Regions from separate parts of the Cricetulus griseus genome. Here region 1 is linked to region 2. Evidence: chromatin contacts called from public Hi-C data. All regions are on one chromosome and are shown on one strand. The core of a region is the stretch at or near the end of the contact, and the rest is flanking DNA. Distances in the headings are between cores, read along the strand shown. Region 1 holds the start of Arl4c (ADP-ribosylation factor-like protein 4C). Region 2 has its middle 140 kb from the start of Arl4c.

The links. Hi-C and Micro-C count contacts between places; a contact is called where the count stands out from the background.
Region 1: a Hi-C map of fibroblasts shows a contact between it and region 2, with 2.1 times the contacts expected there. The contact joins the promoter of Arl4c here to the enhancer-like site in region 2. A contact is called at or near these places in 4 of 8 Hi-C or Micro-C datasets (the CHO-K1 cell line, fibroblasts and liver).

What each region holds. Positions count from the first base shown.
Region 1 is chr2:440,259,176-440,263,358 of CriGri-PICRH-1.0, forward strand. It overlaps Arl4c (ADP-ribosylation factor-like protein 4C), which reads right to left and starts at 2,465. Exons shown (of 1, transcript XM_027397503.2): 1 at 1-2,465. The coding sequence starts at 1,989. The coding sequence ends at 1,411.
Region 2 is chr2:440,124,319-440,128,802 of CriGri-PICRH-1.0, forward strand. No RefSeq gene overlaps it. Among named protein-coding and RNA genes, the nearest start is that of Arl4c, 140 kb to the right of the region's middle. Within about 2 kb of position 2,778, at least 3 of the 6 cell types and tissues checked have open chromatin away from gene starts, as enhancers often do. A contact at or near this core is called in the CHO-K1 cell line and fibroblasts, where this site is marked.

The sequences.
Region 1 (4,183 bases), core at 1,215-3,714, 130 kb after region 2:
CAAATACTCTAATGACACACTTTGAGTAAAATACTGAACTCAGATAGGCTACAAAGACCCAACTCAGAAATCTGAACATGTCTCCACTTGTAGTGCCAAGGGGCACAAAAGGACAAAGTGAAGATTATTCATTTGTGGAAGTGTTTTTTTTTTTGTTTGTTTGTTTGTTTAAAAAAAAATGTCTGAAACCTAATCACCACGTGGTTAGAATGATCAGACATCCTTCCAAGAAAACCATTTTGCAATTCAGCACACATCTGTAGTTGGTGTGCTCCTCCAAACCAATCAGTAGGCTGAGAGAATTTCAAATTCCACACAGAGGGTCCAGTATTTATGCCGATTATGCAGTATGGAGGGAACACACACACACACACACACACACACACACACACACACACACGAGAGAGAGAGAGAGAGAGAGAGAGAGAGAGAGAGAGAGAGAGAGAGAGAGAGCGCATTAATGTCAAGAACCTCACCCTTTGAACACCTGTACTGGCACCACCACCACCTCCAATGGTTTTCTGTTTTTCTTTGTTTTATTGGTCTCTTTATGTGATAGTGACCAACACACTGATAGGGCCTAGGCCATCTGTAAGAGGTCTCATGCCAGGCTGAACAGCAGTTCTCAGCAAAACCACACACACCCACCCCTGGAAAGTGGCGTCTTCCAGGCCATTCCCAGCCAAGGCCAGAAGTGCAGCAACACCCTGGGTCCTCCGGCTGCCGCATGGTCCCAGGCAGTCCTCTGGACGGACCCAAACCACCACCTCCTTTTGGGCCCAGAGCAGGACAAATGAAACTGCAAACAGGGGCCAGCCCTGTGACATAAAACTACTCAGTTTGCACAGCTCCAGAATGCAAGGAGCGGTCATCCCCACCCTCCCATCAGTACACCCCAGTGCCTACCCGCTCCCGCAGGGGTATCCCAGGAGTTCTGTGAACTGCATACCTCAGGTAACTCACACGTGATTTCCCCCCCGCATTGGGGGCTGGGCAGCCTGAACTTCTGGCCCTGATGGAGCAAGAAGAAATCGCTTTTGTGTCTCTGACATCCAACCTTCCCACCTGGGGCCAGAGGGCTCACCACCGGACCCTCGCGTCCTCACGTTCACTCCCCGCCGGTTACCCCCACCCCACCCCATCTGTAGCTCAAGCATTTAGACAAAAGGTCCCCTGAGCTGGGGTGGGGGGTGGGGCAGGTGGCGAGCAGGGTGGTGATGCAGCCTCCACATCCCAGGTTAAGTCTCCAAGTCCTGCATTAGGATACAGAGATCGTGTCTTAAAAACTCGAAGCATCGCTTTGGTTCGTTGTCTTTGTTCGCGGGCGCGGGTTCTCGCTCACCCAGACGTCCATTCATTCACTCAGTGGCTCGCTCACTCAGCCTCGTTTCCAATCGCTGCCCGGACGCATTACCGCTTCTTCTTCTGCTTGAGAGATTTCCTACGTTTCAGGATCATCTCATAGAGCTTGTCCATGCCCTCGGTGAGGCCCTCGCCGATGATGGCGCACGCCGGCTGGACATGGTAGGTGGTGGCCGGGATGAGCTCGTGCAGCGCCAGCTGCTTCTCAATCTCGGCCACCGGCAGCGACTTGGGCAGGTCCTGCTTGTTAGCGATGACCAGCAGCGGCGTGCCCTGGTTCTCCGCAAACTTGGTCACCTTGTGCAGCTCCGTCTTGGCCTCCTCCAGCCGGTCCACGTCCACCGAATCCACCACGTAGATGATGCCGTCCGTGCAGCGGCTGTAGGACTTCCACAGCGGCCGTAGTTTCTCCTGGCCGCCCACGTCCCAGAAGTGGCAGCTGATGCCCTTGGCGGTGCCGTTGCTCAGTTTGATCTTCTCGGTGTTGAAGCCGATGGTGGGCACCGTGTTCACGAACTCGTTGAACTTGAGCCGGTAGAGCACCGTGGTCTTGCCGGCAGAGTCCAAGCCCAGCATAACGATGTGCAGGGACTGGAAGGCCGAGATGTTAGAGGAGATGTTGCCCATGGCTCCTCGCTGCGGCGCCGGCCACTGCGGCTGCGGCGGGAGGGCGCCGCCCCCCGAGCAGTCACAGGCCCGCTGCGACCCGGCGCACCTGGGCCCCGCCCGCTGCTGGACCCGCTGGGCCTCGGCGTCCCCGGAACGGACGGACAGCTGGGCGCACTTAGGCTCGGAGGCGCCCGCTCCCTGGCCCGCCCGGTGCGCGCCCCGCGGGCATCTTCCTCCCGAGGCTTTGTCTCCCGCGCAGCCGCCACGGACAGACGCCGCGGTGGAGGATGCCTGCGCCCTGCGCGCTCGCCCGCCTGGATCTGTGGCTTGCCCGCGCCGCGGCCCTGCAGCAGCCTCTGGCCTCGATGGCGCCTCGGAGCCGCTCTGGCTCCGGCTTCCCCGGCGCGACGCGGAGGCGCAGGCGGGGCGCGGGTTTCCCCGGGTGTCTCAGTCGGCGTTGCTGCCTTGCTGTTCCTGCAGTACCCGCGCTGCCGCCACCGCCACCGCCGCCGCTGCCGCCACCAGCCTGCAGCGGCCAGAGGGCGCCGGCCCCGCCCCTCTGGGCCCGCCCACCAGCCACGCCCCTTCCCTGACACGCCCCGCGGTCTCCCGGGGTCAGGCGGGGTCTTCTCGGCCGGTAGCGCCTTTTCGCGCGCTCCGGTCGTTCGAAACTCGCTCGAGCGACCCTCCCGGCTGGCCGCGCCCAGACTATGGGCCCGGGCGCGGGCTCTTCCTCTCCAACCCGGTGACGCGTCTTTTAAAAATAGCTCCGGGCTCCGGAACCCCCGCCTCGGGCCGAGCACGCTGCTGGCCGGGCAAGGGCAGCGTCTGCAGAGGGCTAGGGCGGAGAGACTGCGGCATTGGCGCGGGAGGGCGGAGGGGAGGGGCTGACCTCCTTGAGCCTGCAGCCTGCCACCCGGATCTCATTCCCACCGCGTGGTCTCACGCACCTGGGTGCCCTTACCGTGTCCTGAGCCCTAGTCCTTCTTGGTACACAGCTCCCTTTTCTGCCCTAACTTCAGGGGGCACCCGGGAGGCTCAACTGGGAGTACCACCCACCTGCTTAGACACCTCCTGACAATTCTTTCTCTTGCCCCCATCCCCGACTCTGCTGACATCCCAGATAAGGTTAGTATTGAGAAGGCACCCTTTGTCATTCCACATTGAGAACTAGCTACCTTCGGACCAAGGGGGAGGGGTCGAGTGGCGGGCAGGGAATGGGGGTGGAGGAGTAGTCCAGATCACCTGACTGCCAGGCTCCAGGAAAGCCTGGGCTCTCGACAACCCTTGATTGTAAAACTTGCGTCTATAACTTGGAGCTGATGGTGTGGTGTGTCACAAACACATTCTCTAGGTTCCATCTCCTGACTCTCCATTCACTGGCGTTATCTACCTTGTAAACATGTAACTGATACATATTATTTCTGGATGCAGAGGGAACTGGGGGGGGGGCTGATTATGAATGACGCAGAGATTTGATGATGATGGGAACTGGAGATAGCCAGCCAAGGGTCAGGTAGTCACATTCCTGTAGGTCTGGCTTCTGTGACAGAAAAGGCAGCAAATACAGTCCAGGTAAAGAAAATAAAAATATTATTCATCATTTGTGAATTAAAAAGTTATACACACACACAAATGCATGCACACACACGTGCACCTTCCTTTCAAATGCTAGGTTCTAATATATGATATAATATATAAATCATTTGTACTTAAGGTCTGTGAGAAAACCACACTTGTCCAAGGAAGGACAGCCTTCTCCCGTCACTGAATTCTCACAACTGCAAGAGCCAGTCCAGGCTCCCACTATCTAGACTCGAGAACAGGTACGGTGACAGATATGAGTACTGGCGAGGTCCATGCAGGTTACCGATCCACATCGCTAGTTGAAGAAACCCAGGTCTGAGTGCTGGGACCTGCTAAGGGAGACCTCAGCTACGGACAGCCTGCTTAAGAAACAATGTTGCATTGGTTCTGGGATGCCCTCCCCTGACAAGGGCACAAAAATTTGTCTCAAATTAATCTCAAATTGAGCTGGCAAAAGGGCAAATATGGTAACCAATACATATTCTCCGATATAAGGAAAAAGTTTAGAATGGAGGTTCTCTCTTCTGACCCACTGGATCCAGGAGCTCAGGAGTAGACACTAGACCAAATCTTTTCCACCTGTCCTCAGTTTCCCTCTGTGCTGGTCCTTTTAATTCCCATGGCC
Region 2 (4,484 bases), core at 1,528-4,027:
TGAGTTAGCTGTCTCCTCGAAACTTTACTTGAGTTCTGCGCATTAAACGAACTCAGGTCCTTAGGCTTGCATGGTGGGCACTTTTACCCCCACTGAGCCATCTCATGAGCCCTTGGAGACTCTTTATCAAAGTTTTCATTCCCTAGAGTCTATTTAATTTTTTATTTTACATAGGGAGAAAATCCCTATTCATCGTTATACTCATGGCATTTTGTTTATCTGCTACAGTTCTTTTAACTCTCTTGTGCAAAATCTTATTTTGTGATGCTCAAGACCGAACCAAGGGCCTCATGTTCACTAAGCCAGTATTGAAACACTAAGCAAGCTCTCAGCACCACTTATGGCAGTCACAGTCCTGCATAAGTATTAATGAACAGAAAAAGGAACTTTGCTTCAAATATCTGCCTTTTCATTAATAAAATGCATTTGTATGCAGACAGCTTACTTCCTCGTGGCACAATCCCTAAGTGTCAGCTTATATAGCAGGTTTCTTATTTAAATCACTTCCCTTAGCAACCTGAGAAGGGCACTCCTCAGGTTGGTAGCATGACCAGATAGTCCCTCTCCACTGGCATCCCCGTTGTCAAAAGTGATTTGTAACTGTAGGGGTGTGCAGTGCTGTGTCTTCAAATTAATCTTTAAAGTGGATGTTTCCCAGATTGTATTTCTGCTGCTCTAGCTATTTTTACTTCTATTTGTGTCTGCACAGACAAGAACACTGCAATGTAGACTGTGAAATCCAAATGAGCTCAGCAATATGTTTCTTCTTGTCCCCATAACAGAGGAGGCTGCCACCATGCTCGATTCCTCCTGCTCTGGCTTCTTTTTCTGAGAAGTCAATCTTCTTGGGTTTCAGGCACATAAAATGCCTCCCCCTCCATCTTCATGCCCAAGAATTAAGATATTTATTAGTGTTTAGGTGGAACCTTCACCTCAGCCCCACCTCTCTCTCTCCAGCCCCCCCACTTCAGAAAGCCAGCCAAGAGGTAGCTCCTTCCCCTGAGATGCCCGTTACCATACCTACAGGGTATTTAAGACCTGCCCCCCAGACCTGACACATGGTTTTTCTCCCATCTCCCCTGAGAGTAACATGGAAGTTGCTTTGCTCTGTTTATTAAACCTGGTCTTATTAATTTGGCTGGATTTGGCTTATTGCATCGGCGGAGAAACCTACAACCAGGAATTTCCAAAAATACTTAGCCATTAGGCCAAAACCTTCAGGATCCAAACACTTCTCCAAAGCCCAGAAGCTGGCAATCAAATCCCAGCATGTAAGCCCAGCAGAAACATTTCATACACAAACTGTGATATTCTTTCTCTGGTCCCTAAAGGCTCATGACTACCTTATAATGCAAAATATATTCAGTCTATCTCTATAGTTTTAATGGTCCCAGCATTACTTAAAAGCTCAAGTTTAAGTTTATAGACTCAAGACAACCTTTTAGCTCTTAATACAAACTCCCGCAAGATTCTAAAAGACATTACATACTTCCAATGTACGAAGGCTCAGAATAAGCATTCCTTTTCAAACAGAGGATTAGAGCACAGAAAGGAAGTGTAGGATCAAATCCAGCAGGGCAAACATTATTCTGTACCTCGGGTCCACTAGTATACAGGGTATTTGGTAGTTGGATATAAGGTCTGAATGTTTTATATAACCCCACTTTATCTGTTGAAGTATGCATGGCCTCTCTCCTAGACTATCTTAGTAGACTTTCCATATTCCTGGCATCTCTAACTTCCTGGGGTCTCAATTACATCAACTTCACCCTCACAGTTCTAGGCATCACCCACTGGGGGACTGCGTGCAGGCTGTCTGATTCTACCACACATTGCCATCCCTCCCAATGTTCCTTTTAAATCTCTGTGGAAATCTCCATGGCCCTGTAACTCTTGAGTTCTGCATGCCCAAGAGATCAGGATCCTAAAGATTTGGCAAGATCAGCCACCAGCTTAAGAAGTATCCAGGCCTCCTTAAACCACTATACCATCAACTTTTGAGTGCCTATTTATTTGATCATAATGAAACAAATCCTAGAAAAGCCTAGGGATGGTGCTGCCCACTGTGGGCCAGCGCCTTCCACCTACATCAATCATCAATGAAGACAAGTCCTCACAAACAAGACTACAGGCCAATTTAATGTAGACAGTTCTTCAACTGAGGTTCCTTCTTCCCATGCCACTCTAGGTTGTGTTGGGTTGACAATAAAAACTAACCATGACGATAATATCCATACTTCCAGGGTGTGCCTGTGACTTACTTTCACTAACTGGCCCACACCTCCTACTTTTGAATTCACATTATAGCTCCATCAAGGAATTAGTCCTTGAGCACATCAGAACCTTCAGAATCTAATCACTTCCCCAAAAGCCATTAGCTGGATGATAAGCCCTTAATATATAACATCTCAAATCTAAACCACAGCATTACTAGCCTTTGTTGGAGGAGGGAGAAAGACAGGGAGAGAGAAAGAGATTTATTTTGTATATGAGCAAAAATCAAGGCCATCTTGCAAAAGAATTAAGGATTAGAGACAAGAGGAAGAATCGACTTCTCAGTTCTTTTTATGAAGAGAAAAAGGAATGCAGTAAAAGAAGTGGATTTTATTAAGAAGAACGTATAGAGAGTGTTTCTGAGCTTGGATGGCGCGGCCATGATTAAGGCTGTAGCTGGTGGGAGGGAAACCTCAGAGAATGTGCCTACATCCTGAGGGAGGGCTGGAGCCAAGGACAGAATTGGAAGGATTCATCCAGGCAATGAGACATCAGTATGACTGGGAGTTGTGTGACCCACAGCCTGGACAGTTGCCTGTGATATCTCTGTAGCTTCCTGTGAGTCAGGGGAGAGGATCAGGAAGGACAAAGGCAGAAGATGGTGACTAAGTCAGCAAGCTGCCCTCTGCTGCTTTGGAGCCACACTTGCCTGCGTCTGCGCTCCACTGCCAACCAGCTTGCTTGTCTTTGGGCAACTTATTTAGACTTTTTGGGCAAAGTCTTTCCTCATCTGTAGTTGGGGCAAATAATCCATGTGCCACGGGGCAAGGGTTCCAGTGACATAAGATGATACATGGAATTCCTAGCACCCAAGAGTTCAGGACATTGGCTGTTTATACCCTCCTTGGGTTTAGGCAGTTGGAGGTGACTGTATCCAGCTGCCAACTGAGTGAAAGACTAGCATGAAGGCTGCCTTCCAATCCACTGCCATTACCCAGAGTGTTTGCACCCTACTTTTGGGCCACAAGAACTGATTCTGCCTTATCATTCCTTCCCATTTTTCAGATCACAGCCACCATAATGTTGTTTTAAAAGCACTCTGGAGAAATAAGGGAAAGAGGGGGAAACAGACAAAAAAAAAAAGCCCTCTCTAAACTTTCTCCAAACCAAACCTGTCTGCCCCCTGACTCTTCATCACAGAGTCTACCTGCTGACCCAGGATGGAAGTCAGTTGCAGGCAGAGCTCTGGACTGGAAGCATTTCTGTGACATACTAGGAATCATGCGTTTCATTCACTGGACTCGCTGGAAATGGTGGGATAATCTCACCTAACATATTCGTTAATTTTAGATCTCAAATTGTAATGCTTAGATTCAAATCTCTAGTGAGTCCCAGTAGATTCAGACAAGGAAGTCAGTCTCCAGGCTCTGGACCCAAAAGATAGGTGTAAGTGACATACTATCAAGACATCAAAACTAGATAGGAGCTTGGCCAAAGTCACCTTGCCCACAGGTAAGGGAGAAGATGCTAGGGTACTTTCTTCTTCCATCATTTTAGCTCCTGCTCTAGTTCGTCACCTGCCCTGTATCATGAGTGTCTCCATGGCTCTCCCTCTTTCAACTGCCTGAATTGATGGATTTGTCTCATGACATAGCTGCAAAAGTCACAGGTATTTTCCCCACCTTTGATCCCCCTACCTGCTGTCTTCATTTGAATCCCAAACATAACTTTTCTCCATTCTTCTTGCTTTTCCCTCTCTGTTCCCCCAAATTTAGTTGCCCCACTAAATACAGTGATGGTTAAGAAGAAATCAAACAACCCACGTGAGTGACAAGTGCAACAGGCAATTGAGTCTGGGTGCAATAGGTAAGTCCACTAGGGGAGCACCACTGCCTGTGGTAAGTGTGAGACAAATGAACCTTCTAGGGACAATGGATGGTAGGTAATAAGATCACAGACCCATGTGACAGGTGCCACCACCACTGAAGCCTCTTCACCTTGCTCGTGCACAGAGCCTTCCCTGAAAACCCATTTTACTGTGCAGATCTGGGTCCAATGTTCCTGGATCTTTGACATTAATAACATGTTGCCTTATTATGTAACATGCCTATCTTGGTTCACTTGGCTTTTATGGAGAAGCCCTACCATGTGGAGGTAGGTGGTCAGATGCTCAGCCCTGTGGGTCTGGAGTGTGTGTCTAGGATATCTAGACCAGAGAATTTGTTCCCTGTATCCTTCACTCCCAAGCCACCCATCCCACAGAGAAGAGG